Linked DNA regions of Gossypium arboreum: region 2 is linked to region 1. The links are chromatin contacts, called in public Hi-C maps. All regions are on one chromosome and are shown on one strand. Each heading gives the region's core, a stretch centred on a gene start, on an enhancer-like site or on the middle of the called end of the contact. The rest is flanking DNA. Distances are from core to core; before and after follow the strand shown.

Region 1 (5,247 bases), core at 2,059-4,558:
AAAATGATAGCAAAATAGTGACAAAAAATGGGAAAACACAGTAAAATATGAAAAAATAGCAGCAAAAACAATAGTGTTTTTTTTTTAAAATTTAGGGCGTCTTGGGCCAAAAAAACCTTACATGAGGCCCGATTCGTTTTCTAAATGAGCCTTATTTTTTTGCTCAATTTCATTTTTTGAGCCTATATTTTTGCCTAAATCTTCCCATTTTTCGTGCAAGTTGGAAACTCGAGTTCATTGATTTCTCACCATAAAATATGTTTAAACATAACTTTTTTCAAAATTAGTTAATGAAGTTTTAGTTGTATTAGTAAATGTTAATATTTTGAGCTTGCAGTGTTTAAGTTTAAAGTTTAGTGTACACATTTATGTATGTGTGGGTTTTAATCTAATTTTTTTATCCAAATTCACACATATATATTTTTTGAGCATAGATTCACATATATTTTGATTAATTAATCCATTGTGCATATGAAAGTTTAATTTTAAAAGTAATTATACAAATATATTTATTGTATTGTAATTCTTTTGTACATTGCATGGTGTGAATCTAATTGTAGTTGTAATTACAAATTGTTATTTTCCTCCTAAAATCTTCCTCAAAATTAGAGAATAGAAAATTGATCTCATTTATACTAAAAATTGAAAAATAAGGTATGCCAATTTAAGAAGTCGGGAATTAAAGTATTTTAGACTAAAATTGTTAGTTATTATCACCATAGAAAATTGCCATTGATTTTGAATTTGTGATTAATTTAATAATGGTGGTTTTGTTTGTTACAATGTCAATTGAAATTTGTGAGGATGGAGGAAAGGGGGCCCTAATTCAAGCGAATGATGCTTAAGTGTTTGGTGGCGGAGACTTACACGCCTTTTTCCGATCAATAATTTAATTATGGCCGCAAACGGCACGCAGCCGCTACTAAAATTTTGAGCTTTTCAATCTGTCTCCTACTTTACATGAAAAAAAATTACCAGCAAACATTCTCATCAATGTTAAATATGCTTTTAAGTTGGGTAAATGTATTATGCATATTTTCGTATTAAAAGTTACATCATATTTTATCTTTTTATTTATAAAATAAAATAAAATTAATTCTTGTATATTAGATCAAAGAGTAAATATTTTTTGTTAAAAATTCACCAATTTTACTATTAAAAATGGCCTATGTACGTCAACATGGGGTAAACATAATGTGTCACGTATAATTATTTGGTCATTCGATCAACCGTATCGGTTTATAACAATAGGAATGAATGAATTAATTTAATAAAACAGTCCGTTTGCTATTCGCTTTTAAATAAAAAATTAAAATATAATTTAACTTTTAATACTTGAATATCCATATTATTTTTATAATAGTATGGTACAAACGGGCTAGTATGAGCTAGCCCCTAAAATAACAAAAATCATATTGAACTTTTTATATTTTATAAAATTTAAATTAGTAAATAGTCAATTTATACTTTAATCTCTTAAATTTGATAAAATTTAATTTAATACTTTAACTTTTATAAAATATAAATTAATATAATAATAAAACTATATTTTACTCTCATAAAAATATATATGTTTTACAAAAATAATTTCTAGCTTGTCACGTGAAGTTGTATGGAGCCTCACACAAACGAAAAACCCAAAGTTTTGAATTCAAAAATCTTAAGGTATAATATCTCCCCAAATCCCTATACTCTTTAAAATTTAAAATTTATCCAAGTGAGTTAAACCAAGTGTTTGGTTAGTGGAATTTGATTGATACAGTGTCCAACACCATAACACGTGCCAAATAGATTATGGTATCATAAATTGAGATTAGAAATCAAAGTCAAACAAGAGGTGGATTTGTTTAAAATAGATTCCTTGAAGCATTTATTTCCCATAAATGCTAATCTCATTATTTTACACTACTACATTGGAACACCCCCTTCATTTTCAATTTCACCCCTTCTCCATTGTCTTCTACTTATCTATGAAGAGGGTGACACTGTTAAATTCATTTTATCTATTTAATTTAATTTGACATTTTATGAAAGTTGAACAAATTTGTTCCAAGTGAAGTAAAAATGTCACAATTTGGGTCTTAACTAAAAAATAGAAAAATCATAGGCACAATTTTAAGTGAAAATTATAGCTAATAACTAAGTCTTGTTTGATAAATTGAAAATGTTTAGTATATAGTTCCATTATAAAACTGTCTGTTATGTTAATAAAAATAAAGTATGGAATATATTTATATTGTTAATAAAATATTTAATTTTTAAAAATGATTTATTTCATAATTTTAATCTTACTAATATGATATTTATATTATTTTTGATAGTTTTGAAAAAAAATTAATATAATAATTTGAAATTTTCATTTTCTAAAAGGAATATTTCTTTTTTAACAAAATATTTTGAATATTTTTTTAAAAATAAAATCAACTTCTTCTTTTTTCAATTTAGATAATTATTTTATTCAATTAAAATTTGAATTAATTGAAACTTTATTAAGAGTTAAATAATGATTTATCAAAAACAGAGTTAATCTAGAAAAATTCACACTAATCACAATATCACAATTTTTAACTATTATAATAAGTATATTACTCTTAGCAATCAAGAAAATTGAGAATTTTTTTAAAAAAATTGTTTTGGCTTTAACTCGAAAAGCTACACTAATTTATTTGATTCTTTAAAAGTAGTACCTACGATTATATTCAATAGTTAAGTTTCAAAATTGTGCACACAAAAATATTGAATTATAATAAACTATTTAAATTATTTATTCAAAATGATTCAAAAACTATAACAAATCAACTTTATAATTTGAAATTTGAATCAAATTTTTTAAAATATAATTCTTATTATTATTCATACTTCAAATTCTTAAATTAAAAATATTATGTACTTTAAATATGTAACAATGATATGAATATACAATAATGTCTATTGAACTAAAATTTAATAAATCGGAAAATTAATCATGAATGAAATGAAATCTTGGTGGTATAAGAAGAATGTGATGCATGGTTTGATGAAGACAATTTCTATATTTGTTTTATCCACAAAATCGTCGCTGGGTTAAATTTGGTTTGAGATTTGAGTAATTAGTTCATAAAAGAAGAAGCAATCACTTCCTTCCTTCCTTCCACTTGACACGGCCGTACGCTTTTAGATTTGTGAAATAGGGCCAGGGCCGCCTTTACCTTGACTAGCTCTTTGGCGTTTTTGCACAAACTAATGTACATAGCTGTACCAATCATAAACAACAAAAATATATGATTTTAGATTCATTTAAAAAACACTAAGAAAACAAGGCTTATATATTTGTTTTCCTTTCGTGTCATAGTTTTCCACGAGGCAAAAGAGGAAAATAGAAGGCTCAACTTTGCTCCACTGTTTACTTCACAAGGATTTTGCCTCCTCTTTGGCTACTTCTTCTTCCTTTCTTTGGTTTTAGCCCCCTTCTTGGCATTGTTTTAATAGCAGCTGAGAAAACAAAGGCAAATACAATATGGATAATTCCAATGAAGCCTCCTCTTTTTCTTCGGCTTTGTGAATATATATATTTACACACTTTAATCTCTTGTTTTCATTTTTACTTTCTGGGGTTGCTTCACCTTCTGCCAAACACATCTATGGCTGAATACGTCTGTTTGTTTCACAAGGTACCCTTTATTTTTTCACTTCATTTTGCTGTCTGGGTTCTTTTCTTTGCTGGGTTTGTACTTGGTTTTCTTTTGTGACGCTTAAAAATGACTCAAATTTCTGTTGAATGGCCCTGGATTGTGTCGAATGATGCCAAAGCTCAAATTTTTCGAGAAAAAGTATTTTGATTTTCCTTGATTCCCTGCTCAAACATTTTCATTTTGTTAAGTTAGTAGTTCCGTCTTTGTAAACAATATATTGCTGGGTTTGAAGGATAATTTGTGTTTGCATGTTTGGATCTGGGTTTTTCTCCACTTGTTCTTGAACCAACATTGTATTATTTTTTTTGTTTCTGTTTTAGGACTCTGATCAAACTATTAAAATGGGTTTTAAGTTTTAACTTTCTCTTCTATTTCCCTTTTTCTTTTACAGAGGGCACCTTTACTTTTTTTTAGCTTGCCTAGTTACACCAGTTTGAAATATATCTCAGAACAATTCCTCTTTACTTTGCTACTAAAAGTGTTTGCTTGTATGTCAAAATCTTAATATTTTTCCTCCTTTTCTATGCAGGAGACAGTAATTGTAAAGTCTCCCAAGAAGTCTCCAGTGTTCTTAAGGACAATAGTTTTATTGTTTGGTATTGTGTGTGGTATTTATATCTGTACAGTCTGTTTAAGGCAGATAAATACAGTTAGCAAGATCAAAACTCAGAACCTCCAACTCATTGAGAGTCCATCTCCAGATAGGAACATTCTTGTACAATTAGAAGCTCGAATTCCTACCTTGCATTACCCTAAGCCTCAAACTTTTAGCAGGTAAACATGTATACTTCCATTTGGAGTTTTTTTTTTCTCTTCTTTTTAGTTAAATTATCTTAAGATTTTGGTTTTTAATACTTTGGTAGGGGTGAATGCATACAAAATCCGGTACGATTCTTTGCCATATTGTCGATGCAAAGGTCAGGAAGTGGATGGTTTGAGACTTTGCTAAATAGTCATATTAATATAAGCTCAAATGGGGAGATATTCTGTGCAATGGATAGGAGGAAAAACATTTCAACAATTATGCAGACTTTAGATAGAGTTTACAAGTTAGATTGGTTCAATAGTGCTTCCAAGAATGAGTGCTCTGCTGCTGTTGGCTTCAAGTGGATGTTGAATCAGGTAAGTAAATGTAGTTGAATTTTCAAACAAATTTTACCATTGCAAAATTACAATTATATATATTTGTGTTCCTATGTGATCTGATACCTTTTTCTTATACATAAAAATGAGAAAAAAATGTTTGACAAGATCCCTTCCAAAAAGAAATTGAATTTGCGAGGCTTTGGTCAGGAGACCTCTAACTGTCATTGAATCAAGTTTTGAGGGAATTTCTGGTTAAATGTTAAAGACTTCAGATTTGCTTGCTTGTATGTTTTATCTGTAGTGTACTTACTTTTAGATATATGATTTTTGTATCTCCCGATTTCTATACAGTGATTAACCATAGAAGAAGTCATGCGAGAGGCTGAGTTTAAGATGGTCATTATTCTATATGATGGATGGAAATTATTTGAATCCCAGGGGTTGCTTTATGGTTTATTTGCTAACTGCTAGATTTATTTTTATGCAGGGA
Region 2 (5,043 bases), core at 1,978-4,477, 140 kb before region 1:
ATTATGGCAGATCAAATTCCCCCATACTTAACTCATTGCTTCTCTTCAAGAAAACAAGACCCTCACATGAAAAAAAAAAAAGAAAAGACGTACCTTGAGCACGTTTCATACAATTGTTTAGTTCAAAACATGGATAACATTAAGGTTTTTTAAACATGCAATTTCGACATGATATGTAAACTACTTACAATTTTTAATTTAAAAAATGAGAGTTCATTAAATTACAATATAAATAAGTAGAAAGATAACTAAGCATATGACTCCATCAGAACAACTACACAATTATGGCATTTATGTTAGAAGAATGCAAGCAATTACATTTTCACATACTTATCATGATTTTCATCCATAGAGAGAGTCAGCTAAGTGACATAGGACTTTTCGACTTGTAATGTTCTAAGGCTGAAGGTTGGCTCAGAATTCAAGAACAAGGCACACAAAATGGTTCAAGCACAAAAGTAGTTTGGCACATGATATTATTCCCTATGCATCCCTGGTATAATTTTCGACTTACCTCCTTATATCCCCTTCTCTCACCTTCCTTTTCTCTCCATATGTGTATACACAGTATAATATTGGTAAGTATAGTCAGCTTAGCGAGTTTTGTGCAACATGAATGAAAACTTCCAAAGCATTAATGATCTTTAAGGGATCACTTTATTTCACTATTTTTCACTTACACTGCTTTTAAACCTATTCCATGCTTTTATATCTCTCGCTTTGCTTTTACCCCTCACAATACTTTTGGTCTCTGACTATTTTTCATTTATGCACTTAACCGCAAGAAACATATAATTACTATATCATATCGTTTTTTACTTTTACATTCTACATTTTTTTGAAACTTCTTTGATGTATCTACCTAGCCCTTAATATTTGTGAGCCGACGTCTAAATTTGCGCATTAATTCAAGGACCAAGAAAGGGTAAACAACTTTTATTTTCAGCTCAAGGTTTCATACTAAGGCTCATCAAAAAGCGAATTAGGCTTAAATATCAGTACTAGGGTATAAATGCATATGGTTAGCTTTTTGGCACTATTTTTTACCAAACAATGCATTAAGTCATCCCTAGGCACCTCAATATTCATAGATTCAATCATAGAAGTTATAAAATTATAACTTCCTACAATTCAAACAACATACCTGTTTCCCGATGTATTCATTCATCATTTGGTACACTCTATCAATTTTTACCTATTTACAGTGTAATAGAATGAACTAACTAGTCTAGATTTTAACAACCTAGAATATCTTACTATCATGTTAAATTTACAAGTTCTATGCAACCAATCCTATTAACATGCTGTTAACCAATCACTTGCAGTACTGCCAGTTCAAGCACAATGCACACAAAAGAAAAAAAAATTCAACAAAAAAAACAATAAAAATAAATAAAAACAATTGCACATAAAACTAAAAAGTTTTTATGTAACTCCCATCACTTTTGATTGCACATTGTCCGTATGTGCTCCCACTATAGATAAGAGATAGAACTACTTTTTTTTAATGGTATAGTGAAGTGTAGTTGGATCGTTCTCCTCTTGTATGTTTAGGTCGATAATCTTGTGCATTCTTTAGATGGGTTGCTGATCGCCGCTAAACGTGCAAACGTTTGGACAGAAAATATTGTAGCAAAAGGTATAGAAATAAAATAGCGGTGTCCGCAGAGTAGGAAATGTCTATTTCGATAATTTGTTAAGTGTCAAGATGTAATACTCAAGATATGGACCCAATTATTCAGGTCAAGTTGAGACTTAAATTGTGTGTATAGGTTTCAATAATTAGTTCTTCGTCCTAATTATATAAATACAAAACACAATCAAAATACTAAATAAATTTCAAAAACTTAATAATGCTATTAACAAAATAAAAAATATAATAATATTCTCATATCATCGTAATTGGACATTGGATATGTGTTTATGATCCATGTAAATTAGTGTCATTGACATTTTTAAAACACATAACGTTTATCAAATTAATTTATGCAATATAAAAATTTAATTTAATGAATAAAAAATTAAATTTTATAACATTATTAAAATACCATTAAATTAATAATTTATTTGACATAAAAATATTGTTAAATCGTATAATATAATTTGGCCCTATTATTAAACCTATTGTTACTTGAGATATTTGAGATGATAAAATTACATTATGTTACTTGAGATATTTGAAATTATTAAAATTAAACAAAGGCATGAAATTACTAATATCTTGTAACAAAAGAAAATATATTTTAGATTTTATTTAGATTGAAATAGAAAATTGAGAGGAAGATGATTTTGAGAATAAAATTAGAATTTGGATTTGATGAAATTAAGTGAGAAAGAATTGAAATGCAAAGGGTTTATATAGGGATGGAGGGAGGGTTAGTCGTTAGGTTATTTAACTTTTTTTTTTTAAATTACATATTTATTTTATCATTGATTCAATAGTTTCTAGATTTTCTAATCGATAAGATCTAATGATTCTAGCTTAATATTTTTTTTTTCTAAATGTTTTGTAGAGCGTTGGTGTCATGTAGGCAAAAACACGCCCTATTGAATGTGATTTCAATGAAAATGTGTTTAACATAATGCATTTTTACTTACGCGAGAGTTACGTCTTGCAAAGTTGGCCTAAATTCTTAATTTTTCTCAAAAATAGTCTCAATTCCTTAATTTTTATTTTAAATCAACATTTTCCCCTAATTTTGCCCTTAATTTTTACTTTAAATCAACATTTTCCTTAATTTTTCCGAACTATCAGTTTATGTATGGTGAAAATTTCTTTGTTGAAAAATTTTAGGTTAAAAATGCAATAAGTTTTATATTCTTATAAATTTGACATTTAGTCTTTTAAGTAGAAATTTATTCTTTTTACTTTTTTAAGATTTTAAAATCTATATCTAACTTTTAACATTATTAAAATTATTTTGTTAAATTCAACCCCATTATAAAATAATTTTTAATTACATGGTTAACAACTAATTATTATTTTTATTTCAAAATTTCAGAATAACAAATTTGATAAAAAATTTAACAATATTAACAATTAAACTGAAATTTCAAAATTTGAAAAATAGAAAGATTATATTGTTAAAAATAAAAGTATAAAATCTAAAATCTAAAATCTAAATTTATTAAGTGTATATAAACTTATAATACATTTTAATCAAAATTTTAATTTCAAAATATAAAGAAAGGAAAATGGAAAAACAATCCGGGATTCATAAAAGATAATATCCACGCGACGTGCAGTTTCAAATACCGGAGATAACACTAGTAAAACTAATAGAAAGAAAGAAAATAACAGCCACATGGCTCCTATATAACCCCCAAATTCCAGTTTTTCAACCTCTTATCCGCCGCCATTATTGCTTCATGGGGGATTTTGCTCTTTTCCTTTTCCAAATCCACACACAAGAAGATTGAAAAAACAAACAGAATCAGCAATTTTAACATTTTACACTTTTTCTATTCTCTCTCAAAAAACTTTTCCCCAGAAAATTAACCAAACACACATGGACTCTTCCCCTGTCAACTGGGAAGCACTCGACGCTCTCATCATCGATTTCGCCAAATCAGAAAACTTGATCGAGGACTCTTCCCCACCCTCTTCGCCTTCTCTCTCCTCTTCCCCTTCCCTCTCTTCCTCTTCTTATCATTCCAGGTTAATCATTCGCCAGATCAGACGCTCTTTAGAGGCCGGTGACGTTGACGCCGCCATCGATCTCTTCCGAGTTCATGCTCCTTTTGTCCTGGAAGATCATCGCCTTCTCTTTCGGTTACAGAAACAGGTTAATCTCCTACTCCTCTCTTATTATTTTTTATTAATTAGAATGTGCTTTAGCTGTAATTAGTTCCTTCGTTTTTGGAGTTTTAAATTTTACATCTTTGATTGAAGTTTTGTTTTCTTTTGAAGAAATTTATTGAATTATTGAGGGAAGGAACTACGGAGGATCGTGGCCCTGCAATTGATTACTTAAGGACGTTTCTTGCTCCTTGTGCTCTCAATGCCTATCCAGTAATGTCATCTTCCTTTGTTTTTTTTTTCGTTTTTTTTTTGCCTTTTAATTTAATATTTGGACGCCTAAGATACTACTTTTTTTTTTCTTTTTTTCTTTTTTTCTTTTTTAAATTTGAGGAACCTTGATTTAGTATTATTCTTTTATTCATCGCCGTTTTTATTTGAATTAATTAAGAGGAATAGTATGATACATGCAAGGTGTGGTCTTTAAAGTTTCATTGTAGTGAAGGGCATCTTATTGTCAGCTAAAGTGCTTTGTATATTTTCTTAATCCTTAATCTGGTTTGAAAAGATTGTGCTATTCTTCTGATGTGGGTCTTTTATTTGATTCTGGTAAATAATGGAGATAGAGTATAGGGAGTTACGGTGCTGGTGTGATGTTGGGAATTCCATTTTGAAGTGGAATTTTAAAAATATGAAAAGGGAACCTTTTAGCAGCTGCGGTAATTGTCTTCCTGTCACCCTATATGCTCGTGTTCTACGAAATTCTTAATTGAGATTTGGAGGAGGTTTGATTTTTTTCAAACCTTCAGAGACTAGACATTATAACTGGAAAATGAACTTCCCAGATACGTGTCAATGTTATTGACCATATAGAACGTGCATAAATTTAAAAGCTAGTCATTTGGATAAGGTGATCCAATCTTAGACTTGGAGTGCTGTTGGGGTTTTAGAGTTGACTTACAATCAAGGATAAGGAGAATCAAATCTCTGAAATGTTTTTCAACTTAAAGTACAGTTACTTGGTGACATTTTTGGGGTGGATTTGGCGGTCTGACTGCTGCTTATAGTACTTTTATAGAATCAATTTAATGCCTGTATAACATGCCTAAAAGACGATTGATCAATTGAAATATATTCTGTTCACTTGGGAGTTCTGATAGATTTTTGCATCTGTATTTAAGGAAGCATATGAGGAATTCAAGCATGTTCTTCTTGCCTTTATATATGACAAGGATGATCAGACTTCCCCAGTGGCAAATGAGGTGAGTTGGAATTTGTTCCCATGGTAAATCTTACTATGATTG

Evidence for each region. A called contact is a pair of places that touch in the nucleus more often than the background predicts.
Region 2: a Hi-C map of leaf shows a contact between it and region 1, with 2.3 times the contacts expected there. The contact joins the promoter of LOC108450442 here to the promoter of LOC108450785 in region 1. A contact is called at or near these places in 2 of 5 Hi-C or Micro-C datasets (both in leaf).

The regions. Positions count from the first base shown.
Region 1 is chr11:31,688,279-31,693,525 of ASM2569848v2, reverse strand. LOC108450785 reads left to right here and starts at 3,308. Exons shown (of 6, transcript XM_017748551.2): 1 at 3,308-3,650; 2 at 4,201-4,445; 3 at 4,535-4,793; 4 at 5,245-5,247. The coding sequence starts at 3,510. LOC128284206 (a long non-coding RNA gene) reads left to right here. Exons shown (of 2, transcript XR_008274575.1): 2 at 804-928.
Region 2 is chr11:31,826,574-31,831,616 of ASM2569848v2, reverse strand. It overlaps LOC108450442, which reads left to right and starts at 3,227. Exons shown (of 12, transcript XM_017748070.2): 1 at 3,227-3,785; 2 at 3,911-4,012; 3 at 4,921-5,001. The coding sequence starts at 3,510.